Linked DNA regions of Mus musculus: all the other regions are linked to region 2. The links are chromatin contacts, called in public promoter capture Hi-C maps. All regions are on one chromosome and are shown on one strand. Each heading gives the region's core, a stretch centred on a gene start, on an enhancer-like site or on the middle of the called end of the contact. The rest is flanking DNA. Distances are from core to core; before and after follow the strand shown.

Region 1 (3,350 bases), core at 240-2,739, 2.1 Mb after region 2:
AAGTGCTCCATCACCGAACTACACTCTGAACTCCCCACTGGTCTTTAGGAGAGAAAGCAGAAAAAGTTGTCCCGGACTCTGTAAATGTTACTCCCATTGCTGCCTTGATCACATAACCAAAGAAAAAGCGATTTAAGAGCGGGTTTATCCTGGCTCACAGTTCGAGAGTCCAACACTGTGGGGTCCTAACCACATGAGCATAAGACAGATGGTCAAACTGTGTGTGGGGGTTGGGAGGAAGGGGGCGGGGTTCCCGTGTATGCAGAGGTCAGAGGTTGACAAATGTCTTCTGCTATTCATCTCTTCCTGATTCTTTGAGGCAGGGTCTCTCACTTGAACCAGACCTTGCAGACTTGGCTAATCAGCTCGCCTCCGGAAATCCTGCTTCTGGGGTCACACAGCAGCCACACTGCCCCACGTTGTGTGGAGCGGGGATTTGAACTCTAGTCCTCATAACCTTCACCCACGGAGCCAGCTCCACAGCCTTGGCCCAGCTCACTTTCTCCGTTTCATTCAGTCCAGCATCCCAGTCCCTGGAACGGTACTGAGCTTAGGGTGGGCCTCCTACCCCAGTCAGCCTAACTGAGAAACTCCCTCAGAGACAGGCTGAGAGAGAGGTCTGTCTCCTAGATCCTCTCAAGTTAACATCACAGGCAGGCTAGGCCCCCACAGAGCTCACCTTCCTCACCTCATTTGAAACAGAAGGTGGAGTCCGTAATAAGAGGCTAAGGCAGTTTGGCCGGATCAGCTCGGGAAACGCTGAATCACTGTGAGTGAGGACTTAATTGTCCTTCAACCTCACAATCCCTAGCCAAGTAGGATCAGCACAGACTCGATTCCACCCAAGAAGGGAGGAGGTCTGATTGCGTGCCCACACTTAGACACGCCTGGAATTTTGTTCGTAGGTTCAGCATCTCCTTGGGAGATGACTCGCATAGACTGAGACCAATGCAGATCTATCTGCATACCCAGTACACTTGGAATAAACCAAAGACCGGCACTGAGGACTCCCGTACTACTCAAAACAGTTCGATAAACATGAGCCTTCTCTCCCACGTGGGGGCGCACCGAGACCTCCAGCCGCGAGGGCTCGCCCACACCTGTTCAGTCTACTCCCAGGCACTGTTCCCTGAAGTCCCTGAGCAAACCGCGGGGTGTGTTAAGTAATCTCAGAGCGAGTTCCGCAGAAGCAAACATTTGCATTCTGCAGAGAACGACGGGTTCTCGCCCAAGAAAATTACGGAGCATTTGTTTTCCTCCTTTTGAAGTTTCCCCAAAATAGTTGTTTCAATCCGACTGCCACGAGTCCTGCTGACCCCTTCCTTTGGGAGCAGCGCTTGTCCCTGACCACTGCTTAGCTCGGAACCAGGATCTCTACACTGGCCGGCGGGCGGGCGGGCAGGCGAGCGGGAGGAGGCGGACCCTTCGGGAACAGACGGCTCCTCCTCAGAGGGGAGGGACAGGCTTCTCAAGGCCTTGCTCTCTAGCAGTCGCAGCGCCGGGTCCCAGAATCTAGTCCTACGCCACGGTTTTGACCACGCGTGACCCGCTGCCCAGCCGGCCCGGCCATCAGGTGGTCCGTGTGTCCCTCTGACATGTCGTCCTGCAGCCGCGTGGCCCTGGTAACTGGGGCTAACAAAGGCATCGGCTTTGCGATCACGCGTGACCTGTGTCGGAAATTCTCCGGGGACGTGGTGCTCACGGCGCGGGACGAGGCGCGGGGCCGCGCGGCGGTGCAGCAGCTGCAGGCGGAGGGCCTGAGCCCACGCTTCCACCAGCTGGACATCGACGACCCGCAGAGCATCCGTGCGCTGCGCGACTTTCTGCGCAAGGAGTACGGGGGACTTAACGTGCTGGTCAACAACGCGGGCATCGCCTTTAGAAGTAGGTGTGGGGCTCCAGGAGGAGGTGTCCCGGGGTTTTCCGAGGGTGCTGGGCAGTGAGCCTCTGGGATCCGGAGGCTGCGCCATCCCGCCTGGGTGCACCCGGCTCGCGCTCTGCGTGGCGAGTTCCCCCGTGCGGTGACTCGGGTGCGGGCCCGCCCAGGCACCCCACTCCATGCCCGACCCGGCCGGCGGCCTGTGCGGGCCTGTGCTCCGCCGGAGGCCCTCCTTGGAACTTTCAGCTGCGCCTGTTTGGAAGAAAACCGGTCTCTTGGGAGGGGACCACGCCTTGTCAAGCTCATCAGCTTTCTGTCCCACGCACGAAGGCTTTTCTCAGAGAAGGGTCTTCCAAAAAAATAGGGTTGGAGCTTTCGCTTCGCGTGAAACAAGGGCGAATTCATAGATGCCAGTAGATATCTGCTGAGGACAGGAAATGGGTCGCCCGGACACAATTAGCGCCCTGGCACGATAGTGGGTTTCCTACCCGCTTTAATGGAGCGTTTTGAGAGGCTCTGGCAAAAAGGAAGCGAGCTCTGCTTCCCTCCTCCTCGGGGAACTAGGTTTGTTATTAAACTTGCAAGTGCGGTTTGGAAATCATCTTCCTTTAGGGGAAAAAAAACCCAAAAAAACAAAACAAGATCGCTTACTCTAACAAATGTCCAATTAGCAAAATTATCCAGTTGCCATGTGCTGGAACTGAAACAAACATTCCAGCTTCACTGAAAATGCTGAGAGAGCCGGAGACTAACGAGGGAGGGAGACTATTGTGCAGCCGAAAACTCTCCAGTTGGCCCTGGACACCCATAGGCGCCTTGCGTGAGAGCCAAGACACCCTTGTACCCGCACTTCCAAACTCTGGCATGTGGGCTTTGGGGAAGGGGAGGGGCGAGCTCACCACCTCAGCCACTCTCAGCGTTGTCGGATGGAAGGTTTGGTGAATTATGGCCCTGGAGGTTCATACTTAAATGTGGGCCATGTGTATGCAAATCTGAGCAGCAGCTGCCCCACCACACAAGCTGAGGTCTTACACCAGCCTCACCAGAGCATCTTTTCCCAACCTCCAGGAACCCTATTCAAGCTTGAGACAGGAAGATCAAAACTGAGTGTTCTTGAGACGCGACATGAGCGTGGCTGATGAGAAACTTGAGGTGTGGACCAGAAAGTTCTTTCCTTATGCTCTTAAGACCTTTAGAATGATCAAGTTCTAGTTTAAAGGTGTGTGTGTGTGTACTTTACAGATGTGTGTATCACCACACTCAGCAAGACTGTCCTAAAGTTAGTACACTTTCCCTTTAGCTGTTATGTGATGAGATCCAACTTGGCCACACGAGTTTCAGAGGAAAATGTAATTCTTTTTTCTTTTCTTTTCTTTTCTTTTCTTTCTTTCTTTCTTTCTTTTTTTTTTTTTTTTTTTTTTTTGTGTGCTTTTCAAAGTGGATGACCCAACACCCTTCGACATTCAAGCTG
Region 2 (3,088 bases), core at 516-3,015:
GGGTTGATATCATCCTGGATCTGGGGTCTGAAAGCATTTTTATACCAGGAGGAATCAAGGAAGCGTTTGTTAGGTGCAGTCTCAAGATCCGAGTGGTCTTCATGCACACTGTGTTTATCATTGTATCTGGAATTCTTAACAGTGATCTACAAAACAGCAAAGAGCAGTTGGATACACTTGTACTATCAGTCATTTTCTTTTCATCAATAACCAGGTAAGGGTATGGGTTCCATGTCCTTAGTAAGCTTTGGTTCTTGGGGGCAAGAGAATGGGTTGAGGTGTGGTTCCCAGCACCCACATGGCAGCTAATAAATGTCTCTCACTCTGGTTCCAGGGGGTCTGACTCCTTCTGGCCCACTCAGGCATTGGACACACATGGTGCACAGCCATAGTGTAGGCAAAACACCATATGTATATAAAAAAGAAAGTCAGTTCTTTGTAACAATGTTGCTAAACAAGAATATATAAGTATCTATGACTTTTCTTGGTGCAGCTAGAAAATGACAGTGATGTTTGGCTATCACATAGTGTGACAGGAACTGAAGTCTACTGCTTGAAGACAGGGTTTCTCTCTGTGTAGCTCTGGTTGTTCTGGACTCACTTTGGAGACCAGGCTGGCTTCAAACATAGAGAGATCCACCTGCCCCTGCCTTCCATGTTCTGGGATTAAAGACATGCATACCTCCGCCCGGATCCAATGCACAGAATTTTAGATCTAGAAAGTTGTTAAAACTCATCTAACCTAATTTTCTCATTTTATAAGAAAACGGGTCCAGAAGGTTAAGCAACTCTTAAGGTTAACCAAAGAACTTACATTACCAGGTACTGCAAATGGTTAGGTTTGGGGCACAGTAAAGCTTAACTGCTTTTTGCTTGTTTGTTTTTGAGATAGGGTCTCTCTACATAGCCCTGGCTGTCCTGGGACTCATTATGTAGACCAGGCTGGACTTGAACTCACAGAGGTCAGCCTGCCTCTGTCTCCTGAGTGCTGGGACTAAAGGAGAGCATCCAAGCCCCACACTTGGCTTAGCTATACTCAGCAAATTACACATTTCCCTGAGCACAATTTGTGTTGTTGTTTTGTTTTGCATACAGTGTAGAATGGTCGTCACCATTTCCAAGTATCTAACTTGCTGCATATCAAACAGGGAACATACAGACCGGTACTCAGTGGGACACCAGATGGGACTGAGAATCAAGAATGCAAGCGACTTTAAGGTCTGCACCTCGCTATTTGCTAGGTGCCAGGGCAAGGAAGGGCGATAAAGGGTGAGAGAGCTTTTGCTGTATTTAAAAACGCATGGTCCTGTGGAAAAAGATACTGAACACTGACGAAAGGCAACGGAGTACTTACTGGAGGATTACTGATCCTTTGAATGTAAGGTGCGTTTTAGAAGTCATGGTAGCCCGATGTCACAATATAGGGGTCAGTGGATTTTAGAGTTGTCTGGGATGCCGGTGGTTATGCTCACCGTGGTGAGGGGTGCCTCAGAAGAGTGTCGGTCCGCTGCACCCCCTACTCACCTTCACAGACGTGATGGGGGTTCAGCGGCTCGAAGCTCAAGCTGCGCCTTTGCGCAGCACGCGTGGCCCGCTCCGTCCCTGTCTCGGCTACTGGACCCTCTGCCGCGCTACACTGCAGAGCCTTTCTTCATACCTTACTACGACAGGTAGTTTCCCTCACCAGGGACAGCGATCTCTTTCTTATAAAACCATCCCCCACGGAACAGAGGACAGACTCCCCTGGACGCTTGTTGTTGTGCCGGGGGCGATAGGCCCCGCCTCTACCCGCTTTCGAGGGCAGGGTTCGGCCGATTTGGATTGTGGGAAATGTAGTTCTCCGGCAGGTGCAGAGTAGAGGCATTAGGGCCTGGAGAGGAGTTATGGCTTGTGATAGATTTGTGACCCCAACGTGTATGTAATTTGAAGAGCACTGACCTCAGTAAATTGTTTTAAATGGAGGAAGATTAGGCCGTTTGCCTCTATGGGACACCTGCACCGTCAGTAGGCTTCTTTAAGCCTAGAAAGATGGTCTTTCCTTCAACCAAGTTTGGATTAAAGGTGTGCGCCACCACTGCCTGGCCCAGCCAAGTTTGTTTGGGTGGATGGCTCTTGTTTTTTGACACTGTCTCCCTTAGCCCAGGCTGGCCTCACACTCGCTATGTAGTAAAGAGGGATTTTGGGTTGCACATCCTCCATGCTTCCGTTTTCCAGGTGCTGGGATTACACAGTAAAATTGCTACTTGTTTATGGAATGTTGGGGATATAAAACCAAGGGCTTATGCATGCAAGGCAAGTTCTGTCAGGGCTCTGCGTATTGTACGATACCTCACCCCATTGAGCACCGCACATAGCCAGGGGTTGGAAAAGAAGGGAAAAATGTGTCTTTGGTTTTATTTTATTCTTTATTATTTTATTTTTATTAATTATTATTATTTGGTTTTTTTGAGACAGGGTTTCTCTGTGTAGCCCTGGCTGTCCTGGAACTCACTCTGTAGACCAGGCTGGCCTTGAACTCAGAAATCCACCTGCTTCTGCCTCCCAAGTGCTGGGATTCCCTGCCTCTTGTCTCTTGAATGGTTAAAGACATGTCACCGCACTCCATCCTAAAGATACAGTTTTAAAAAAATTAGCGGCACACTTTTAATCCCAGCATATAAAGGCAGAGTCAGGTGGATCTCTGTGAGTTTGAGGCCAGTCTAGTCTGAAACTCTGTAGACCAGGCTGGCCTTGAACCCACTTGCCTCTGCCTCCCAAGCGCTGAGATGAAAGGTGCGTGCCACATCTGGCTTTGAAAATCTTATTACACCGGTTATGTTTTGTATGTGTAGTTTCGTGTTTTGTATGCTGTGGTCTCTACTGGTGGAGTTGGTTGTCTGCTTCTGTCGTGTGGATCCTGGTGGTCAAGCTTGAATGAAGGTAGAGTCTTTACAGGTTGGGCTATCTCAATCTTGAATAACTAATGTGTATATAGTAGCCGCTCACACTCAATGTGTCTAAATAGTATTCTGTTGTGACCATCATGAGAGCCAAGCATTGTGGGAGTTTGGCTGTGCTGCCTGAAAAGTGTTAGCCCATCGCCCGGGCT
Region 3 (3,028 bases), core at 458-2,957, 2.4 Mb after region 2:
AGCTCAAATGACCTGTTTTCTTAGGCCTCATTGTTGCCCGTCACCGCTGGTGACACTTGGTGTCCAAATTCAGAAGAAAGCTCAGATTGAGAACAGTACTAAGAAATGGGAAAATAGCCAGAGGAAAGTCAAGGCAGTGAGGCGGTTCCGGGAAGAAATACAGTTGGTGGAAGGGGTGGCATCGATCGATGGATCGATGATTGTATTAGAGAAGGATGAGATCAGAAGTGGCCAGAGAGGCAGCTCTGTCCAGGTGGCAAGAAGAAACGCACACACAAGAAGTGTCTCCTTAGGTGAGTGGGGAAGACACAGCAAGGCTGAGAGGGAAAGACAGAGAGACTGAAAGTAAAGATTAACTTGTAAATGACTTTATTGCCAGGGGAATTGTCCCCCATCACCTGGTCACTGCCCAGGTCACCTCCATGGTGTGTTCATCTCCACTGAAGCCTGGGGTCTAGATAGGTCTTGTCCAGCAGAAGACAAGACTCACATTAGTCCACACTTGCTTAAGGCTGGGCATGCACACTGCTTCCCGTTTCTTCAGCCACTCGGTCTACCTACTACCCAAGCTTATCAATACCACATGCACAAGACACTTTGGTATAAGAGACTCCACCCTGGCACCAGGGAAAGGCAGGCAGATTGTGAAGCTAAGCAGCCTGCAGGCACACGGGCCAGCTGGGTCCCAGCTCTGTTCCCCATTATGAATGACCTTGCATATGTGTCTTGTGCCTGTTTTGATCTTTAAAGTGAGCTTAGAAATACTGACAGACAAGGACCTGGAGAGTGCTTCGTGGGTAAACTGTCGTGCAAGCATAAAGAAAAAGCTGAGCATGGCTATGCATGCCTGTCACCCCCGGGTGGGTGGGTGCAGGGAGACAAATTCCGGAGCTCGACCAACCGGCAGCCAAGCTGGCTCAGTGAGAGACCCTCTCTCAAAAAGTAAGGTGGCTAGCAACTGAGGGGGACACTTGATATTGATCTCCACAGACAGCGCACAGGTGCACAGGCTAGCTGAGGAGCACAGACTAACTCATACATGCACATATACTAATTAAAGTCCCTCAGAGAGTCAATAGTGTGGTTCGACTTCAAGACCATTCCCTAAACAGAGTACCCCCTTGGCAGTGGGTTTTTTTTTTTTTTCCTGTCTATTTAGGTCTCCAGCTAACGAAATGAGGCCACCTACATCATGGGCATAATGCCCTCTGCTGTCTACTGTATCGATTTAACTGTGCTGGCTAGTTTTTATGTCAACTCAACACAAGCTAGAGTCACCTGAAAGGAGGGAGCCTTGATTAAGAAAGTGCCTCGGTAAGATTCAGCTACAGGGGATATCTTGATTAGTGATTGATGGGGGAGGGCCCAGCCCATTGTGGGCGGGGCCATCTCTGGGCTGATGGTCCTGGTTCTATAAGAAAGCAGGCTGAGCAAACCATGGCGAGCAAGCCAGTAAGCAGCACCCTTCCACGGCCTCTGCATTAACCCCTGCCTCCAGGTTTCTGCCTGCCCTGAGACAGAAACAAACATTCTCACAGAAACATCCAGGATAACTTTTGGACTCATATCTGGATCATGCCCAACCAAGTTGACACACAGAATGAACTGTCCCCAAGGCATGTTTGCCCATGTGACCCCAATAACGAGCTCTATGCTTGTTTGTCTTTAGGGACCGTGTGTTTAAGGAAACAATTTCTTTACTGAATGGTGCTTCATTTGGTAGACCATTCTTTGGGACTGTTGTTCCTCCCAACACCCTCTGGGAACTATGTGCAACGGCAAACAGCTGAGAAGACAAGGAGGCCCAGGCTAGGTGGCCAGGCAGGTGCCTGATGCTGCTGAGATGACAAGGAGGCCCAGGCTAGGTGGCCAGGCAGGTGCCTGATGCTGCTGAAAAGACAAGGACTCTTCCCCACCCCACCTCACCCATGTTAGGTGGCCAGGCAGGTGCCTGACACTGCTGTCCTCTGGGGAGGTGTAAAATTTCCATTAGAAAAATGCAAGGAGGCTGGCCCTGGTGGCACAAACCTTAAATCCCAGCACTCAGGATGGAGAGACCGGCAGATCTCGGAGTTTCAGGCTAGTTAGAACTACGCAGTAAGACCCCGTCTCAAAAACAAACAAACGAGCAAGAAGACGAAAAAGGAGGAGGAAGAGAACTAAGGTGAGGAGGAGAAGAAGAAAGGAAAAAGGAACGCACCAGGCAAACGGGAAGAGGGTGAGCCGGTGCAGCAGGCCCTCGAGGACTGACCACGGTGTGAGATGGATAGCAGGCAGGGTGATGGATGAAGACACCAGCCTGTAGCTAGCTTGAAGAAGGGGCAGACATATATCTGAGCTATAAATCTCAGAAGGAGAAGCAGAGATTAGGAGCGAGAAACAGGGGCTGAGCTGTGCTTTCTGAGTGAACACACTGAAGAAGGGGGAGATTTGCACCACTGCAGCAGACTTTTTTTTTTTTTTTTTTTTGTCTTTTACTCTGAAGTGCCAAGAACTGGAAGAGGAAGTATGTTGCTGCGCTGCAGAGTTGCCGTGGCAATGGGTCAGCAGCAGAAAGAAACAGGTTGGGAGAAAGGCTCCATTTCTGCGCGGGGGTAGGGGGGGTAGGGGACAAGGGGGGGCTAGAGGGGGCAGGAGACAGGATGAGGAACAGATGGGGAAAGCAGTCACTGAAGTCACAGAGGCAGCAGGAGAGTGAAGTAAAAACCAGGCTGGATCGTGGGGGAGGGACATGAGGGGGGGGGTGATGTCGGGGCGGGGGGTGCAGAAATTACACCCAAAGTCAAATGTGGTCCTCAGTTTCTGCTCGCCTCCCCCTTCCCTACCTATGCGTTTCAAGGCATCCTAGTGTGTTTTGTGAGGTTTCTTATTGCTAATCCGACATTCACCACTTTGTCTTTGACCCAGGTTCTGCCCTCAACAGACCATCTGTTAGGAAGGGACCTTAAATCTCCAAGAAAGGAAGTCTCTAGAGATAGGACATTCCATTCTGTTGGAGTTTAAATTTGGTCCCAGAGCAACAAGACCT
Region 4 (3,066 bases), core at 84-2,583, 3.0 Mb after region 2:
AACCGAGGTGACTTAGGACAGGTAACAATAAAAAAAAAAACAAAAAACAACCCCCCCCCCCAACCCCCTCCGAAAGCCCTGGGGTTGGCGCTGGCTGGGCATTCCGATGGAGAAGCCGGGGAACCGGCGCCCGGGAGCGTGCCCAGCCTGGAAAGTTTCTGCGCGGCCCGCGCGCGGGCACGGTCCGAGTAAGGTGGCGGCCGCGCGCCTGCAGCCGCGGGCGTAATTCCGGAGGTGAGCCGGACGCCAGCGATCGTCCAGGCCTGCGCGGGCCCGGTCGGGATAGGGGCTCGCGACGGCGGCCTCCCAGGGCCGCGAGGTGGGCGGCTTGCCCTCCGCTTCCCTTCCTTCCCGGGCCGCGCGGGCGGGGCTGCGGGCTCGCGGCGCGGGAGCGCGCTGCGCCACGGGGGCGCGCGCTGGCCCGGCCGCAGTCGGCGTGGGAGCGAGCGCGGGGGCGGGGCGAGGCGGCCGCGAGGCGGCAGGCGCTCGCTCGCTCGCTCGCGCACCGGCAGGCCACCGCCTCGCCCCCGTCCCTTCCCTTCCCTTCCCTCCACTCCCCTCCCCCGAGCGAATCACGCGCCCTCCTCTGACACTCATAGCGGGCCCGAGCTCCGAATTTATCCTTCACGTGACCTGAGGGGGGTTGGGTGGTTGGCTGGGGGACGGAGGAGAGAGGGGAAGGAGGGAACGGAATCTGCCGTTACCCGAGCAACAGGCCCCGCCCGCCGGCTTGGGGCCGGGAGGGGCGGGCGGAGGACGTCAGCACGTCAGCCGGGGTTTTGCGTTTTGATTGACAGTTGCTATAGCGACCGGGTCGGTCCGTCGCCATTTTGTTGGTTGGTTTTTTTTTAAACCCTTTCGCTTCCCGCCCGAATAATAATAAAAAGCCCCATTGGAGTGAGGCGGGGGTGGCGGCGGCAACCGCGGCGGGGGGATCCGGGGAGACTGCTGCCGTCGCTGCTGCCGATCGCGGCCCAGGTCGGGCTGAGAAAGCGGACTCCCCGAGCGGGGGTGCGGGCGCCACCGCCGCCGCCGCTTGTGCTGCTGTTCCTGCTGCTGCTGTTGGTGCCGCTGCCGCTGCCGCCGCCGCCGCCGCCGGCGAGCGGGCGGGACCGGTGTGAGTGTGAGGGAGCGTGTGCGAGGGCGAGTGTGCGCGCGGTGAGTGTGCGCGAGTGTCTGTGCGGGATCGGGGGCGGGCGGTCCGGGCTCTCCTGGCGGAGCCGCCGCCGCCGCCGCCGCCGCTCGGGCCCCGGCGCTGCTCGCTGCGCAGCTTCGGAGCGCGCGCCATTTTGTGAGATTTACAAAAATCCTCGTCGGGAAGAAGCGGCCGGCAGCGGCCGCCACTCGGCGCCCGGCCTCGCCGCCGCCGCCGCCCTCCGCACCGGGCCGGGCCGGGCCCCGCCGCCGACACTCGGGGGCCCGGGGACTGCGGTATTTGCCGGGGAGGGGCTGTCGCCTGCCTCCCCGGCCGCGGGCGCCGCCGGCCCCGCCAGCCCGACGGACCCTGAGCCAGCGCGGCTGCGGCGCGGAGCCGGGACGCCGGGGGCGGAGAGAGGCGGCCGGGGCGGCGCTGGCTGCGGAGGCCGCGGCGGGAGCGCGGCGCGGGAGCTCGAGGCTGAGACTCACCGGAGGGAGCGGCGCGAGCGCCCCGCCATCGTCCCGGTGAGTGTCCGCCCCGCCCGGCGCGGCGCGGCCCAGCGCGCGGCTTCTCGGGGCCTGCGAGCCGGGCTCGCCAGGCCTCAAGCGGAGGGAGGGAGGGACCTGCCATCTTAGGAGCGAGCGGGCGGGCGGGCGGGCGGCCCGGGGCCCGGGGAAGAAGGCCTCGTCCCCGAGGAAAGTTGCGGCGGGTGGGACCCGCTGCCTCGGGCCGGGCCGGCGCCAGACCTCCACTGGCTGCCCGGGCGCAGGGGAGGAGGCTGTTCTCCTCCTCCTCCTCCTCTTCCTCCTCATCCTCTGCCCCCAGCTCCTCCCTCGTCCCTCCTCTCGGTCCCCACCGGCGTGCGGAGCGCCGGGGTTCTGGGCAAGGACAATGCACGGGATCAGAAAATGGGGCTGGCGGCCGGGAGGCGAGGACGCAAGGCCCGGCCGGGCCGGGCCGGCGAAGGTCGGCAGCCTGCTGCCTGCGAGGCCCAGTGGGCCCGCGCTCGGGCCTGGGGACCTGGTGTGCTCGGAAGTCGGGCCGCGAGCGCGGGCCACCCAGGGCACCGGAGGGGCCGGGGTGACCTGCATAGCAGCGGGAGGAGACTGGAATTAGAATGGAGACCTGTGTATCGCCTCAAAACTTCAACATCTATTTATAGGCTCAGACCCACTCAGGCTCCAGAGGCCCCAGAGCTGCTGAATATCAGCACTAAGCTAGAGGCCCCTCCCTACCCCGAAATAGTTAAAAATGGCAAAATTCGTGAGTCAGTGACTCCAATGACTTGTCTTGTCTTTGCCCAGCCCTAGATTATGTGACTCCTGTCGTCGAGGTGCAGCATCGTTTGCTTCTTGAGTTCTGCCAAATCCCAAGAAAATATTCCTTGTAACTGTTTGCACACTCATAGATTAGTGCAAGGCCTTTTATATATTACCTCGAATAACCTCCCAGTTGGAAATGCTGCCCATTTTACAGATGAGCAGACTGAGCCTAGAGGTGGGCAGTGACTAGTCCAAGGTCATACAGCCAGTACTCCAGGAGGCCTATGTCAGTTGTTAGCCTGGCTTTCTGTTCATTGGCTCCTAACTTATTATTAAGTACTGTATGATGACTCAGGGCTGTAACCTAGACTGTTTGGGTACAGGTTTTGGTAGAGTTAATTTAGGGTTTGCAGAAGTACAGTTTAGATGAGCCCCTGTAATGAAACTTGTCATGCCCCCCCCCCCCCAGGTAAACTAGTCTGTTTTTCAGTGGAAGAATTGAAACCACTGGTGCATTTTGTTCTTTGCGTTTAACTGTTACAGTGTAGAGTTCTTTTTGCGTATTGATAAGTCATAAAGTTTGGTGTGAAGTTATTTTTTATTTAAATACTTACATTTCTCTTTTGACACTGTACTTTGCACGTTAAGAATAACTATTAGGTATTT

What was found. Promoter capture Hi-C pulls out the DNA fragments that hold promoters and counts their contacts.
Region 1: a promoter capture Hi-C map of pre-B cells shows a contact between it and region 2, with 2.2 times the contacts expected there. The contact joins the promoter of Cbr3 here to the promoter of Dnajc28 in region 2. A contact is called at or near these places in 1 of 39 promoter capture datasets (pre-B cells), 1 of 115 datasets of contacts at active chromatin or transcription factors (embryonic stem cells) and 1 of 9 other capture datasets (liver).
Region 3: a promoter capture Hi-C map of hippocampal neurons shows a contact between it and region 2, with 2.6 times the contacts expected there. The contact joins the promoter of 2410003I16Rik here to the promoter of Dnajc28 in region 2. A contact is called at or near these places in 2 of 39 promoter capture datasets (embryonic stem cells and hippocampal neurons).
Region 4: a contact with region 2 is called in a promoter capture Hi-C map of neutrophils, with 4 times the contacts expected there. The contact joins the promoter of Dyrk1a here to the promoter of Dnajc28 in region 2. A contact is called at or near these places in 2 of 39 promoter capture datasets (neutrophils and pre-B cells) and 1 of 9 other capture datasets (liver).

Annotation. Positions count from the first base shown.
Region 1 is chr16:93,681,730-93,685,079 of GRCm38.p6, forward strand. It overlaps Cbr3 (carbonyl reductase 3), which reads left to right and starts at 1,490. Exons shown (of 3, transcript NM_173047.3): 1 at 1,490-1,884; 2 at 3,318-3,350. The coding sequence starts at 1,596.
Region 2 is chr16:91,617,234-91,620,321 of GRCm38.p6, forward strand. Dnajc28 (DnaJ heat shock protein family (Hsp40) member C28) reads right to left here and starts at 1,766. Exons shown (of 2, transcript NM_138664.2): 1 at 1,525-1,766; 2 at 1-146. The coding sequence starts at 121.
Region 3 is chr16:94,008,948-94,011,975 of GRCm38.p6, forward strand. It overlaps 2410003I16Rik (a long non-coding RNA gene), which reads left to right and starts at 1,708. Exons shown (of 4, transcript XR_003951876.1): 1 at 1,708-2,164; 2 at 2,486-2,563; 3 at 2,908-3,028.
Region 4 is chr16:94,568,873-94,571,938 of GRCm38.p6, forward strand. It overlaps Dyrk1a (dual-specificity tyrosine-(Y)-phosphorylation regulated kinase 1a), which reads left to right and starts at 1,334. Exons shown (of 12, transcript NM_007890.2): 1 at 1,334-1,662.